2 separate regions of the Oryctolagus cuniculus genome follow, and region 2 is linked to region 1. Evidence: chromatin contacts called from public Micro-C data. All regions are on one chromosome and are shown on one strand. Each heading gives the region's core, a stretch centred on a gene start, on an enhancer-like site or on the middle of the called end of the contact. The rest is flanking DNA. Distances are from core to core; before and after follow the strand shown. Region 1 overlaps FRY (FRY microtubule binding protein). Region 2 overlaps FRY (FRY microtubule binding protein).

Region 1 (4,536 bases), core at 1,171-3,670:
CAAATCCGGCTGCTTGTTCTTCAACATGCTCTAGAAACAACCAACAAAGATGAGACGCGAGATGTGCAGAAAAGCAAACTCAGTCTTCATAGGTTTAAGCTTGAAATAACCTCTTTTTCTTAAGATTTTTATAGCAATGATTGTAAATATTTGTGGGCTGCAGTGTCACATTTCAGTACATGCACACAGTGTGGACTGACCCAATCCGGATAATCAACCTCTCCCCTTCTTGACATTACTTGATAATAGTAGCCTTTGAGTACTTTGTTTGGCTCATAAAATACATAATTTTTATATAGTTAGAACATGAAGCCAAAATTCCTTCCCTTCTTCCCAACCTTAAGTCACCGATCTTTATATATTCTCAATTATTTATTTAAAATATTCTACCTTCTCAGCTATGCAAATAAATGAACTTGGCAACACTGTAACTTTCCCTTCCTGAGAGCCCCGGGGGCAGGGTAGGTGGCACCTCCCCAACCTCAGGTCCACAGAGGTCTCCTCTGCAGAGGCCAGCTCCTGGGCCTGCCCTGGGAGGCAGCAGAAACCAGCGGGTGACTCCACACCTGGCTCCTGATGCCCATCACCGTGGAGCGCTCCTGGGACTCTAGGGCGCGCAGCTTACTGGCTGCGTATTTTTGGCACCTCTTCTGAACACAGTAAAGTCAAATCTAAAAGTAAACATAGCTTTCCCTCCTAACAATTTAAAAGAAACAAAGTTAAAATGGTCAGGGGTTGAATTGAAACTTTAATATTATTTACAGACTAAATATAGATGTAGGTGTAACAATAGCAGCAAAATAGTATCTTATCCTGAATAGCAAAATGATAAAAGGTCAGTGAGTTCTGTTTTTATCAGGAAACTTAACCTGCATATAACCTATTTAAATAGTGCAAGATATACAGATCTGGCTTTTTTCTTAGTGAATTTACTCATTTAGCAAGGTTGGAAATATTCATCATTATTATTTATTAATGATCTAACATGCCCTAGACACTGTTATTAAGATGAATAGAATGCAGTTTGTGCTTTGGGGAGTTCATGGTCACAGGGTAGGAGAGAGACATGAAATCTAAGTTATTGCTAAGAGTGTAGTAATTAATCACAGACCAGCAGGAACATCAGACCATTTTACGTCCTATGTTTCCTGCCTCTCCTTCATCAAGGCAAGGATTTGGCTCATCTTGTTTAAAAAGCTGTGTGACCCAGGGAAAGCAGCAGCCGGTGAATCCTTTATTCCTGTGACTCTCAGGCATGGGCTGATCTGGTGTAGTGACAGGAGAAAAGCTGTGGCTGAAAAGCTGTGGCATGAGAATTGCCAGATTAAAGACTCAGTTAAAGTCAGGGCTTAACACTCTTAAGTTCATTCCATTTTTAAATATCTTTTAAACGATTATTTTATATAACTGAGGCTAGTTTCTATTTTAAAAGCTGCCATTTAACAGTGCAGTGAATATGACAATATGTTCTTTAAAAAGCAGAAAAGTTAATTTAGGCCTTAAAAATCTTTGACCTAAGTGGTTAAGACACCAATTGGAAAAAAAAAAAAAAGAAAAAAAAGATATCACTTGGGACACCCGTATCCACCCCTATCACAGCGCCTGGGTTTCATATCAGCTCCGCCCTCAATCCCAGCTTCCGGTTGATGCGCACCCTGGTGGCTCACTAGGTTGGGTCTCTGCCACCCACATGGGGGACTCGGATGGAGTTCTTGGCTTCCAGAGGAGGCCTGGCCTAGCCCTGGCTGTTGCAGGCATTTGGGGAGTAAACCAGCAAATGAGAGGGCTCTATCTCTTTCAGTCTCTCTCACACAAAAAAGGTGTAAAAATCAGTATTCCTTTCTACAGGCAATATTTTTGACCTCCGCCACTATAAATTCTTTCTAAAGTTCACAGACACAGTTATCACAGCCAAGTACCTCTGAAATGTCAAAGTGGAAGTCCAGGGTTTTTCCAGGTAATTCTTTAGAAGCGCTGGTCCACACTCGGTGGATTTCTATCTTCGAGAGGTCACTGTGCTGGTAGGAAGGCAACACGAGGCTGGCAGAGCGAGACACCACCAGCTTCAGGATGTTCAGAGCTTCTCGCCAGTGAACGGTCTGCAGGCGACAAAACGTTCCAGGGTGAATCCTACAGCTGACGCACGGCTACAGAAACTTCGTACTCACGGAGTTAACACAGTGCAGGAAATTCCAATATAAGTAAAAGGCAAATGACACAAAAAGACCATTGATGCCTACCATGAGCTGCATTTGGGAGACAAGAAAGAAAGGACCGATTTTGTCCCTATTCCAATAAGTACAAGTTTACAATGATGAGTGCAATGTTTGCTAAGTTTGAAAATAAATAAATAAATGCCTCCAATGAACACTATACAATTGACTGCTCACTGTTTTGCAAAGTTCTCCCTACCTCCAGTTTCCTGGTTTCCCTGACGCTTCTCCTGTGGCCCCGGCTCTTCCTGCTCCATGAGCTGCCTGGGTGTGTGGCTCTCTCTTTTCTTCTCACTTCGTATCTTGCTCATTATCTAGCCCAGGAATCTGAGAGGTGTTCTTAACTCTTCTTTTTACTGCCTTCCCGATAAGTGGTTCCCCGTGCTCCATTCCTGTTGGCCCTGGCTCAGCTGAGGCCTCTGCTGCCTTGCCTGGACTGTTTCATTGGCCTCTCGGGCTTCTATTTTCTGCTGCAGTGGCTCAGACCCAGGAATCTCTCAGAACGCCTCAGGCCATGCCACATTCCTGCCTAACCTGCGTCAAGGGCTCCCTCTGGTGGATGGAGTTGGAGGGGCACCTACACTCACCAAGCTGGCCTGCAGGGGTCATCCTCCCCAGGCGGCCACTGGAGTTCTCCAAACCAAGCAAGCTCTCAGCATCTGCCTCTACTTGTGCTGTGCCTGCATTCTGTACTGCTTTTCCTCAATTCCAACTATTCCTTTGACCGTTTCTTTCTGTCTCCCTGACAACCTCCATTTAGACTGGGGTTCGGGAGAGGTGCTTCTCCTATAAAACCATTGAACACAGATAAACCAACTTGATAAAAGGCATTGCTATTGTTTTTTCTTTGGGTTTTGGAGTAAAAGCACATGAAGTAAAACCCATTTCCTTCAAATTTCGCGAAGGGAGGTCTTGGCGTGGATATGAAATTAGCTACCATGCAAGGTGAGACATTAAGTGCCAGAGATGGCCCACAGAGCCTAAGAAACAGCCCAGTAAAACCATGAAACGATGCACACCATTAGTAGAAAGAAGGGAACTGGCCCTATGTCTCCTGTGAGGGAGATGAGGGGAGAAACTGTTAGTAATGTCTACCACATGGCTTAACTATTACTGGCACAAGGTCACTTGAAAAATAAAATGAGGCTTGGAAACACTTCTAGCATGAAAATAATTTCTGTAAGAAACGTGATTGGTAAAGGTGTAAAGTCTAAGATTTACACTGCATGCGTTTGCCAGGGAGCTTAGAGAAACCCCCACGCTTGCCCTTGAATGCTCCAAGTACACTCTGGAAAGCAAAGAGAGGAACAGACGGGATGCAGAGAAATGGGCGTCTGTGCTGTTGAACTTGTCCTTGCACTGCTCCCAGGGCTGCAGGCTCCCCTTCTCCGGTCTGTGGTCACAGGTTTCAGAATCACCTCCAAGCACTAGAGCTTTGCACATTTCTGATTTATTTCTATTGTACTTTTCCTGGTAGTCTCAAGGCCTGGCTGTGGAGAACCCCTGGGGGTGTCTGTGGCTGCTCACCCAGAGTCCTGCAGCAGGTTGCCTGCTTCAATAAACAAAAGCTCTGGATTTGGATCCCGGGGAGCCTGGGTTCACACACCAGCTCCACCCTTTATTAACTGAGAGCTTGGGGTCCCTCTGTTGTTTTCTCTTGCTTTTAACTTGAGAGATTTCTTTTATTATGAAATATTAAAATACACAAGAGAAATGGAGAAGGTAGTATAATAAACCCTTTGTATCCAGTTCCCACAGGTCTCCCATGTAGGTGTCAGGAACCCAACTACTTGAGCAAACAATGCTGGCTAACCAACGTCCATGAATCTCTCCTTTTGTCACTGTTTTTAATCTCCCCAAAGATTCTGTTTGTTCGCTGGGGTATTTTCAAGCGTATTCATGCAACTTCCCTAACCTTCTTTTTTTCAGCTCTAACGTGGTGATTTTTTAACATCTTCCCAACTCTTCCCATGTTGAGAAACCTGGCCTGGAACCTGGCACACATTTATACAACCCTCCTTTTTCTCCACGTGGGACACTAAAAATACAATCCGGGCTCTGCCCTCCCAGTCAGGTGTGGGTTCAGCCTGGCAGCCCCAGCAGGCAGAACTGCATCCCCTGAAGTTCAGGAATGTGCCAGGGCCTCTCCTTAGACCACTGCTCAGAGTGCGCCATGGCCACGAGGAACGCACGGGGGCCTGGTGCCCCCCACGCTCTGTAGCCAGGGACAGGCTACAGTCTTTCCGGGGTGAAGCTATCCAAATACTCACTTGCACGTATTTCTCAATCGTCTTGAGCACCTCCACGTTGAGCTGCTTGGCAG
Region 2 (4,536 bases), core at 574-3,073, 360 kb after region 1:
AATATAGGATTAGGCCATAATTTCACCTTGAAAATTCAGTCCTCACTAGGAGATGGATATGGTCCCGGTGCATAGGACACAGCACAGTGAGGGCGGTGGCATCCCCCGGAACCAGGTGCTGTGGGGACGCTGGGGAGCTGAGCTCCTCACCCTTTCTGAGGCAACCCACCTCCCACACTGGACATTACAGCAGCGCCCACTCACGCGGCTTGAGCAGCGCTGTGAAGCCCTGGAAAAATCCACCATCAGTCACACCCGGGATGGGGAGTGACCGCACATCTCGAGCATGGCTGGCATTTTACAATTTTTTGGTAAAACAAACACTCGTACAATAAGCAAAACAAATGTTAAACCTCAACCAAAAAGACAACAACAGGAAAGTCCAAACCGAAAAACCACGGCATTAAAAACAAAGAAACAGCATGAAAACCAGGCCAGGTCCATGGGCACATTTTCCACCGCTCCCCACCTGCTCTCATCTGTCTCCCTTCTCACTCTATCTGATCCTCCCTCCAAGCACAACTTGTTCCGCTCATTCCCAGGGCCTGTCGTCTCTTCATTCTTTAAATACTCAGTACTTTATCTAATACACGTTGCAACTCTCCGACTATTTCTCTCTTCAACTATTGAGAGCATCACGTGCCTCTTACATGTCTGTAAGTTGGTAAGCAGGTCACTGAGGGCAGGGATGGTTCAAGAGACATTTCCGAGACAAACAGCAGGCAGCAAAGCGGTCAGCCACAGGCCACACGCACGTCCCTGCCCCGCTAAGACTCTGTCACTTAGTGAGGGAGCCATCTCACATCCTGTGAGGTCTGCCAACTGCGACGTCGCCCGACACACTTCTCAGACCATGTCCCCATTATCAAGCCACACACGACTGTGCTTACTTCCAGGTAATTTCAGTAAATTATGTTGGACAAAATATTTTCTATTTTTAAAATGGTTTAATGTTGAAAATAAAACCAGCTGTTTTCACTAAAATGGTAATTTATGAACAAATACTAGTTTGATTGTCTCATTAACCACACTTCCCTTTTTTCAGTGCGCCTACTTTATCCTGACACACTTATGTATTTAAGTTCAAAAGGAGCCACATACTGATCAAATGATGAAATCTTATGGTTCTAAAAGCAGGTTTGAAATGTCATTTCTTCAGTATCTGGCAGACTAGAATTCCTAAAAATTTTAACACACATGCCTATGTACTGGTGTACTGGATGAGGGCAAAAAAAATTCTATTTTTGGAATAATGTGGTTTCTGCAAAGAAAAATAAAACCATCTAAGAGGAGATTGCTAGAATTTCTTTTATTCAGCATGGGATGAAAAAGACCTGCTTTGGAGAAGATGCTGACTAGAATGATAAGCACCAACAAAGCTTTGACTCATGCCATGAAGCTGTCAAATGTCTCACAAATGTGTTCACCAGAAGGTAGTGCAATATTTAAAAAGGTTCATCTTCCATTTTAACAGTAGCACCCAGAAGAAAGCAGAGGCCCCTTAGCACGTAACTCTAGCGCCCTCTAGTGTCCAATTCACAGCATGCCTTTTTGAACTCCTTAACTTCTGTTTAGAGCTGTTTGCAAAGCGGCGCTTTGGGAAGCCACTAGTGTATCTGGAGGCGAAGGCTTCATCAAAGCAGCCCAAGTGCGCGGATTTCACATCTCACCACCAGGTGGAATGCTAAGTACCCCCACATACAGTCTGCCTTGCTCTGGGGAGTCAGCGCCTGCAGCAAACCTCATGAGAACCACACAGGTGAGTGCAGTCTGTAAACATGAGGGCTCCGAAAGGAAACTGCTGGAATCCTTAATCCACAGGCTTGTCACATGGAAAATTTCCACGGGAAGTCGCACGTGGCCTGAGGGTCACCAAGTGTCTCGTGGAGACGGGCCATCATGCAACTGGCTTTATTAAAAAGAAGTCGAGTACATGGGATGAGGGAGGATTTATTGTCAAAATGAGGTTAGCCTTTTCATATGGGTCAGAAATGCAAATATGCCCCTTCAAAGCACACAGATTTAGACCTGATTTTGTATTTAGAGTCCACCCTAACCTGAAATACAAAAGCAAATTAATAACTGCAACTTAATAATTATTCTAATTAAAGGATAAAAGTCTGTAACTTATAAGTAGGCATAAACAAATAAAAATATAAACAAATGAATCTATCATAATACAATGAGTACAAATCCCTGAAGGAAACGTATCCAAATGTTAATAAGGTTTGTATTAAAGCAGTGGAATACTGTGTCATTTTTCTTCCTTGCTTTTTTTTTTCTTTTAGTCACAATAGGGAATTACTCTTATAATAGAGAAAAAGCTCGAAGGAACAACTTGGGAGAGGAGAATGAGTTTGTTTGATCAGGTCTTTCTGAAAATAGAAAATTAGAACAAGGTGGGGGGGGGGGGGCGGGTTGTTCTCTTTCCAAGTCCTCCTAGTTGGTAACTTCTAAGTCCAACTTATTGTTAATGAGAACTTCACTTATTGCCTTTGATCGCCTCCTCATTGTCTAATCCCAAGTCCCAAGTGTGAGAGGCGGCTGCCGCTGCTGTTTCACTGACACAGTTGAGAAACTGACCATTTATGTAATCCCGTTCAGCTGCTTAGCAACAGGAAGGGTGGGGCTCTCAACAGAGGGAAGCTACACAGCCTCTTTCTGCAACGGGGCAAGGAGAAAGGGAGAAGGGGGAACTTGTCCGCGGTCCTGCGCCTCGGTGCTGACGGGACTGCAAAAAGAGAAAACAACTTCCATACCAAGTCCCCAAGGGGTAACTCGAAACAAGAAATGGTCCACATTCTTTGGAGGCGAAACTCTCTAATTATAGTCTTAAGAGTGCCACACGATTAGAATGCCACAAATAGTGCTGTGATGACAAAGAAAACAGAAAGCTCTCTCGGCCCTGGATCTCTAAATGGGTCAACGGGTTTGGCCTCAGCACTCTCCTTAGGGAAAGGGTGTGGCTCAGCCGAGAGTCAGATAAATTCATGCAGACGATTTCTGTGGCTGTAGCCACCCAGGTGGGAACCTACCACATGGCTAATGGCAAGAATGGACCTCCCCCCACCACTGGTGGCCCCTATTACACCTTGCATTGGTAAAAGGCAGGGAAGACTAAGGAGAGAAGTGAGGCATGCTCTGGAGTAGTGAGCACCTCAGCCATATGCTTCCGTCCAAACTTGGAACTGAAGCTACACTCTCGCTACATGATCAAAGGCAGCGGTAGTAGGGGCCTAAGGACTATGTCACCAAGTTGCCTTAGCCTCCCATGCATTCAATTGGAAACTTGGTCGATTTCCAGTACCATCGTGTTTCTTCCCTATGGTGGCCTGCATCACAAATGCAGAAGCAAGAGGTTTCAGTGAACTGAATCAGCCAAAATGATAGCAAGTTTCTATTTTATTTTCCTGAGCAGAATTTAAGAATTTAGTTGGATTAGCCAAGACTGCACAACAAAATAAAACAGAAACCATCATCCACTTAACAGATCTTCTTGTTGCTTAAATTGGTTCATTCTTATTTGTCCCCCAAGTTTTTTCAGCACTTCTTTTTTTTAAAAGATTTATTTATTTATTTATTTGAAAGTTGGAGTTGCACAGAGAGAGGAGGACAGGCAGAGAGAGAGAGAGAGATCTTCCATCCACTGGTTCACTCCCCAATTGGCCAGAGCTGCACCGATCCAAAGACAGGAGCCAGGAGCTTCCTCCACGTCTCCCACATGGGTGCAGGGGCCCAAGATCTTGGGCCATCTTCTACTGCTTTCCCAGGCCATAGAGAGCTGGATCAAAGTGGAGCAGTTGGGACTTGAACGGGCACCCTTATGAGATGCCGGCACTGCAGGCGGCAGCCTTACCCACTACACCACAGCACTTTCTATGGAAAACTGTTCCAAGCACCAAGGTTAATGTACAATAAATAAATAAGGCCATAGAGTCCCCTGCTCTCACAGAGCTTACAGTCATGTTTTGTCTTGCAAACACACACAGATCAAAAAGTAAAAATTAAGATAGATGAGTATGATGAACAAGAACGTGTCAAACTGTGAAACAAATACATCCCAGTGCTAAGGCAGTGATTGGCAGAGAGTGACTGTGCTAGACGGGGTGTCAGGGAGGCACTGCAGAGGCATGGGTTAGGCTGAGGCACAAAAGTTAAGAAGGATTCAGCCATGCACAGAACAGCCCAATCATGAAAGCTTCCAGCCCAGATACAGCACATGCAAAGGCCCTGTGGTAGCAACCTGCTCGATATGTGAGAAAAATAAAATGAAACCTATGAGGCTGGGGTGTTAAAAGGGAAGAGTGATACAAAATGATACAGGAGAATGAGGCAGGACTCCGATCACGTCGGGGCTTTGTAATCCCAGGCAGAGTCTGGATTTTATTGCAAGTGACGTGGGATGCCATTGAGGGATTACAGTGGGAGAGGGAGTGTGCATGACTTTATGTAAGTATGGGGGAGGGAGGGAAGGTGTGTATGACTTTACAATGTCACCTTTGGTGTTGTATAGAATAGTGACTGAAAGGAAAGGTG

Evidence for each region. Hi-C and Micro-C count contacts between places; a contact is called where the count stands out from the background.
Region 2: a Micro-C map of ear pinna shows a contact between it and region 1, with 5 times the contacts expected there. The contact joins two enhancer-like sites. A contact is called at or near these places in 3 of 6 Hi-C or Micro-C datasets (ear pinna, skin fibroblasts and an unstated tissue).

Annotation. Positions count from the first base shown.
Region 1 is chr9:82,061,556-82,066,091 of mOryCun1.1, forward strand. It overlaps FRY (FRY microtubule binding protein), which reads right to left. Exons shown (of 63, transcript XM_008273531.4): 48 at 4,484-4,536; 49 at 1,920-2,099. Among named protein-coding and RNA genes, the nearest start is that of BRCA2, 96 kb to the left of the region's middle. Within about 2 kb of position 2,421, at least 2 of the 8 cell types and tissues checked have an H3K27ac peak or open chromatin away from gene starts, as enhancers often do. A contact at or near this core is called in ear pinna, where this site is marked.
Region 2 is chr9:82,422,883-82,427,418 of mOryCun1.1, forward strand. All of the region lies in intron 1 of FRY (FRY microtubule binding protein), which reads right to left. Among named protein-coding and RNA genes, the nearest start is that of FRY, 76 kb to the right of the region's middle. Within about 2 kb of position 1,824, at least 4 of the 8 cell types and tissues checked have an H3K27ac peak or open chromatin away from gene starts, as enhancers often do. A contact at or near this core is called in ear pinna, where this site is marked.